Regions from separate parts of the Mus musculus genome. Here region 1 is linked to region 2. A link is a contact called in public promoter capture Hi-C data. All regions are on one chromosome and are shown on one strand. Each heading gives the region's core, a stretch centred on a gene start, on an enhancer-like site or on the middle of the called end of the contact. The rest is flanking DNA. Distances are from core to core; before and after follow the strand shown. Region 1 holds the start of Rhot2 (ras homolog family member T2). Region 2 holds the start of Tsc2 (TSC complex subunit 2).

Region 1 (2,700 bases), core at 96-2,595, 1.2 Mb before region 2:
AGTGGGGACCAACGTGTCAGCATCTGGGTCTCTGACTGGCTCCGGGACCGCTGTGAACTCCTGGAATGGTTGAGCTTTCCTGCACCTGCTGTCTCAGAGGTAAGAGTTCCACGGTCATGTGGGTGGGGATTGGAGTCTGCACAACCCAGCACAACATACTGCTTTCCACAGGCTCCAGGCCTCCTGCCCCCCTCTCTTGCTGCCTTCTGCCCTTGGGATAAGGCGATACTGGTGTGTGTGGGCCTGGGTGCACATGAGGAGGTCATCTTCTACAGCCTCCGTCAGAAGCAGGTTTGTGCGATCACTGCTCTGTAGGTGGACATCCAGGGCTGTGTCATAGGGTTAGAAGGCCATGGAGCCTGGGCTTTGTCCCTGGCAGGAGACCTCAGTGTCATATTGTTTTCCTACAGGTGATACAGAAGACACCTCTGCCCTTCTTTGCCATGTCTTTGAGCCTGTCCCCAGGATCTCAGCTCATGGTGGTTGGTTTTGCTGGTGAGTGCTGGTCGACACACATAGAGAGGGCAGCTTTGACAGTCCTCAGCCATAGCAGGTTTGGGGGCGTAGATGTCATGGCCCTGCTCCCCTCAGCAAGGTTCCCAGCAAGGTGTCAGTACTCAGAGCACCCTGTCATCTACCCACAGAGTGCATGATGAGGCTCCTAGACTGTGCGTCAGGGACTGCCCAGGACTTGGAAGGCCATGATGACTCGGTCCACCTGTGTAGGTTCACTCCATCTGGCAGACTGCTCTTCACAGCTGCTCACAACGAGATCCTGGTGTGGGAAGTCACCGATCCCTGAGCTATTGCTAGGAACATAGGCAGAAAAGCCAGACTGTGGATTGCTGTATGCCGAGCCAGGATGGCTGGGACAGGCTTCAGAACTGCATTGTTTGGAATTTGGGTGAAATCTGAAAAGATTCAAGGAGGCTGAGGGTGTGGCAGTGACTTAGAATCTGTGAAGTGTGGTTTTGACCCTCAGAACCACTCCCTCCTACACAAAACTTGGCATACTGGGTTGTTTTTCACATGAAGGTTGTTTTATTGTTTTTATTTTGTACAGTTTAAGGAAATAAACACTGGCATTTATTATAGCGATACATTGTTTTATTGTCCCATAAATTGTGTCTTTGCATCACTTCTGGCCTGAGCTCACCCTTTCCTCCCGAGGAGCCCGTTGAGTCTGAGTTGTTTGCACCACCTGCAGAGTCAGGAACACTCTACTGGCAGGCGGGCGCGGGCGCCTTGCCTTAGCCCAACCACTAGCTGGTGCTGTGTGGGCGGGACCGGAAGCTTGGGTGAGGGCGGTACTGAAGACAGGAAGTGCGGGGGCCTGAGCGGGTTGAAGGAGAGGGTTGGGGTTGGGATTGGGTCTACTTGGGCCGGGCCGGGCCGGGAGGGGTGGGTTTGGGGTGCTGCTGCGGGCAGCAGCCATGCGGCGCGATGTTCGCATCCTGCTGCTGGGCGAGGGTAGGTGCGCTGGGGCCGCGGGAAGACCGGTAGGGTCGCCGTGACCTCGGCGGTGCTCCTGACTACTGTTCCCTCTCCCCGCGCAGCCCAGGTGGGGAAGACGTCTCTGATCCTGTCGCTGGTCGGCGAGGAGTTTCCCGAGGAGGTGCGCGGGGCGGACTGGGCACTTAGGGCGGATGCCAGGCTCTGGGCAGCCGCTCCGCATTCAATACTGACCCACCTGTTGCAGGTCCCTGCCCGCGCGGAGGAGATAACCATCCCCGCCGACGTCACCCCGGAGAAGGTGCCCACTCATATCGTGGATTACTCAGGTATCTATCTCCAAATGCTGCCCCCCAGCCGGTGTGTATTGAGCCTGCAGCCGGTCTGAATCGAGCGCAACAGCCATTCTACATAGCATTCTTTTTCCTTTTAGAAGCGGAGCAGACAGAGGAAGAACTTCAGGAGGAGATCCACAAGGTGCGGTGCATCTTGCAGGCCCTTGGGTACTGAGCCCAATTCTTTGGTCCTAACTTGCTGCCATCTAGTCTTAATCGGCTTCCTTTCCTGGCGGCTGGATTAGGTGACTCTGCTTGACCCTGATAATTCAGCTGTGACCTTCACGGCTGAGTATTGTTGGCTTTTCCAGATCATAGCTTTCTGGGAATCAGGACCTGGCCAGTACTGCCATTAGTGATCCATCCCAGGGTCTGAGGGGAGCAGACACACACACACACACACACACACACACACACACACACCCTTCATTGCTTTTCCTTAACATACTTCGGTTCCCCAGTACTATTCCTCCCTAGGCTGTAGTGGATGCCATCTTAACTAGGCGTTCCCTGATGCCAGAGTTTACTATGTTCCTGAATGCAGTCCTTCAGCCTTCTTTGTGTCCTATAGGTGCAGGTCACTTGGTCACTTGGTCAGGGTGCAGTGTCTCCTTGCTTGCATCTGCAGCATCCTTGCTGCTTGTACTGAGATAGAAAGTGAGAGAGACCTGCCTTGGGACTGTAACCTGCGTGTGATAGGTCTGTCATAAGTCCAGGATGTGCTGTCTAGAGCCATGGTGCTAGGGTCTGGTGTCTCTTAGGGAGTGTTGGCAGGGAGAGGCCTGCTTGGCAAAGGTGGACTTTCCTGGCCTCAGAGCCCTACCCATCCTGCTGTGAGCACCCGGGACATGGCCAGGAGTGGCCTGTACTGTCCATAGTGAGCCGGCAGACTATGCTTACCCTGTGCCTTGCT
Region 2 (2,700 bases), core at 42-2,541:
AGTGCCATTCAGTCTTTGGAGTGGGTTTTATATGAGGGTGGGGGAAGGGTGCTGCTTACCTGCCAATCCACATCCCCACACTTGTTTGTGCAACTAACTGTCCATTATCTACCACGATGTGTACAGAAGTGCTGTGCTCTGCCCTTGTCACAACAGTACATGACAGTCTGACAAAGTGCCTGTTAGCACACCGACACTAGTAACAGCCTCTAGGATAATATAACCTCTCTCCTTTGTCCCAAGTCCTTTGAGTTACATTCAAGAGAACCTCTCTCTTCACACCCAAACTGGACAGTGCAACTCCCCTTTCAGAAATCGTTGCATTTAGGATGAGCTCCAAACTCTACTACTATAAAACATTTGCTGCCTTAACAGTATCAACACTTTCTGTGGCCCTTGGCCCTTGCCAAGCCTCAGCCTGGATCCCAGCGGATCTCTACTACTGAACCGATTCTGGGAGACCATTGCTGCCTACGCACACTCCTGCTCTAGCCACTTATGTCTAAGTCCCAGGCGGGGACGGGCTGATAATTACTCCCTGAGTACCACTAGTTGGCACATAGTAGGCCCTTAATGGCTACAGGACAAACACAATGAGTGCCATGCCCTTTCCTGTTTTCTCTCTGGGCCTGTTTTCTTTCAGAACCACCGTCCAGCTGGGAGAGAAGACTTCTAGCTGGGTGTGTTCTTGGCACACAGCCTGGCCCTACAAGAGAGGGAGGCAGCTCTGAGAACAGAGCTGTGTCCCACGGACAGCCTGGAGCAAGTGAATGTCCTAAGCTAGGCTGGTTGGACTAAAACTTTTCACTGGCGATAAGGGTGGATGAATACATCCAGAACCCAGTCTTACGGACCCTGCAGACCCTGCGGGTCCCAGACCCTTGGAAGAAGCTAGAAGTGGGGCCACGTGAGATTTAAGCGTAGCTTCAATTCAAGATTCAAGGCAGCTGCCTACTCCGCGGCGCCTAGAGTTTAGGTCAGATGCTGCGGCCCGGGACGCAAGCCTGGAGCCAAAGTTCCACGTTCCTCCTTTCCTCCAAAACGCCTGCAGGCGCAGAGCTACCTGCAGCAGCCTCTCGCGGGGCGAGCTCCTCCCTACACCCTTCCGACGCGATCCTAGTCGCGCGGCTCCGACTGCGAGTCACCATCCGCACCCCTGAGTTCATGCCTGGGCTGTAAACTACTCCTCCGAGCAGCCCCGCGATCCCACCACTTGCTCAACGCGCACGCGAAACTACAATTCCCAGAGAGCTCAACGCAAATAGTCAGCAAAGCCTCGCCCCCGGAAGTACGGGTTGCGCTTCCGGCAGCTGCCCTGGGCCGGGGGTGTGCGCCCTTCCCTGGGTGCAGGAGGACCTGCGCGCGAAAGGCGCGCGCGGGGTGAGTAGCCCTGGAGGCTCTGACTGCTGGGGCGGGTTGCGATGGTTTGTGTGGTCGCGTCGCGATGGGGTGAGGGGAATTGGTCGTTCTGATTCCAATCCTCCGCCGCTCCCACCGCTGACAAGTCCTAGCGCTTCAAGCCCTCCATTGCGAATGTGAGCGGGCCTCTGCATCTATTCACGCGACAGCTCCTCCTTAACCTAGGGAGAACTAATGGCAATCAACAGGCGGGTCGCTAGAGTAAGCCTATACCTCCGGAGTTGATTTGTGGCTGAGTTCCTCCTGCATGGAGTTGAGTTGCCCCAGAGGCTGTAGGAAGGACAGGTTATTGCCTACCCTTGACCTAGGATTCTGGAGGTTCGCCTCGAGGGCAGAAGGGAGAACCTTTCCTGGGGTGTATCAAATAATATGTTTATTTCTACACAGAGCAGTTCTCTAGTACTGCCCTGCCCACCATGGCCAAACCAACAAGCAAAGATTCCGGCTTGAAGGAGAAGTTCAAGATACTGTTGGGATTGGGAACATCGAGGCCAAATCCCAGGTGTGCAGAAGGCAAACAGACTGAGTTTATCATCACATCGGAAATCTTGAGAGTGAGTGAGTGGCCAATGTCTTGGCTAGCCCAGCACAAAGGCTAGGAAGGCTGGGTTTGTCTGTCATTGGGTTCTGTGGGAGATGGGTTGCTGGTAACCATCTGCATAGGGCTGCTGTCCCCAGTACTGTGGAGACAGATATATGCCTGTCCTCAGGATCTTGGTGTCCTGCTTTAGCACACTTGCCTTAGAAGTTAGGTGTTGTATGAAAACTTATTTTGTTTAGTGTTATGGTAGATAGATGCCCTGTACTCTCTCAGCACGTGAGAGGCAGAGGAGATAGGATTATGAAGTTGGAGGCAACATAATTGTAACCCACCTGAGCTACAGTAGTGAGACTGGGTCCTCCTCTCCTCAAAGATGTTCGTTTCCTTTTTTAAATTGGAGATCCACCCTTTCTTTTTAGGAACTTTTAAAAAAAGATTTATTTATTTAACATACACACACACACACACACACACACACACACACACACACACACACACACACACTGTAGATGACACACCAGAAGAGGGCATCAGATCCCATCACAGATGGTTGTGAGCCACCATGTGGTTACTGGGAATTGAACTCAGGACCTCTGGAAGAGCAGTCAGTGCTCTTAACCACTGAGCTATCTCACCAGCCTCGAGATCCAGCCTTAAAAAACCAAACCAAACACAACAAAACAAAATGCTGGGTGATGGTGGTGGTTGGTGTATGCTGCTAATCCTGCCCAGCACTGGGG

Evidence for each region. Promoter capture Hi-C pulls out the DNA fragments that hold promoters and counts their contacts.
Region 1: a promoter capture Hi-C map of pre-B cells shows a contact between it and region 2, with 3 times the contacts expected there. The contact joins the promoter of Rhot2 here to the promoter of Tsc2 in region 2. A contact is called at or near these places in 3 of 39 promoter capture datasets (cranial neural crest, liver and pre-B cells) and 1 of 9 other capture datasets (liver).

Annotation. Positions count from the first base shown.
Region 1 is chr17:25,843,170-25,845,869 of GRCm38.p6, reverse strand. It overlaps Rhot2 (ras homolog family member T2), which reads left to right and starts at 1,345. Exons shown (of 19, transcript NM_145999.3): 1 at 1,345-1,470; 2 at 1,557-1,615; 3 at 1,700-1,781; 4 at 1,886-1,929. The coding sequence starts at 1,434. It overlaps Wdr90 (WD repeat domain 90), which reads left to right. Exons shown (of 41, transcript NM_001163766.1): 38 at 1-99; 39 at 172-291; 40 at 411-495; 41 at 645-1,136. The coding sequence ends at 802.
Region 2 is chr17:24,631,218-24,633,917 of GRCm38.p6, reverse strand. Tsc2 (TSC complex subunit 2) reads left to right here and starts at 1,291. Exons shown (of 42, transcript NM_001286713.1): 1 at 1,291-1,380; 2 at 1,807-1,973. The coding sequence starts at 1,836. It overlaps Nthl1 (nth (endonuclease III)-like 1 (E.coli)), which reads right to left and starts at 1,236. Exons shown (of 6, transcript NM_008743.2): 1 at 1,064-1,236. The coding sequence starts at 1,166.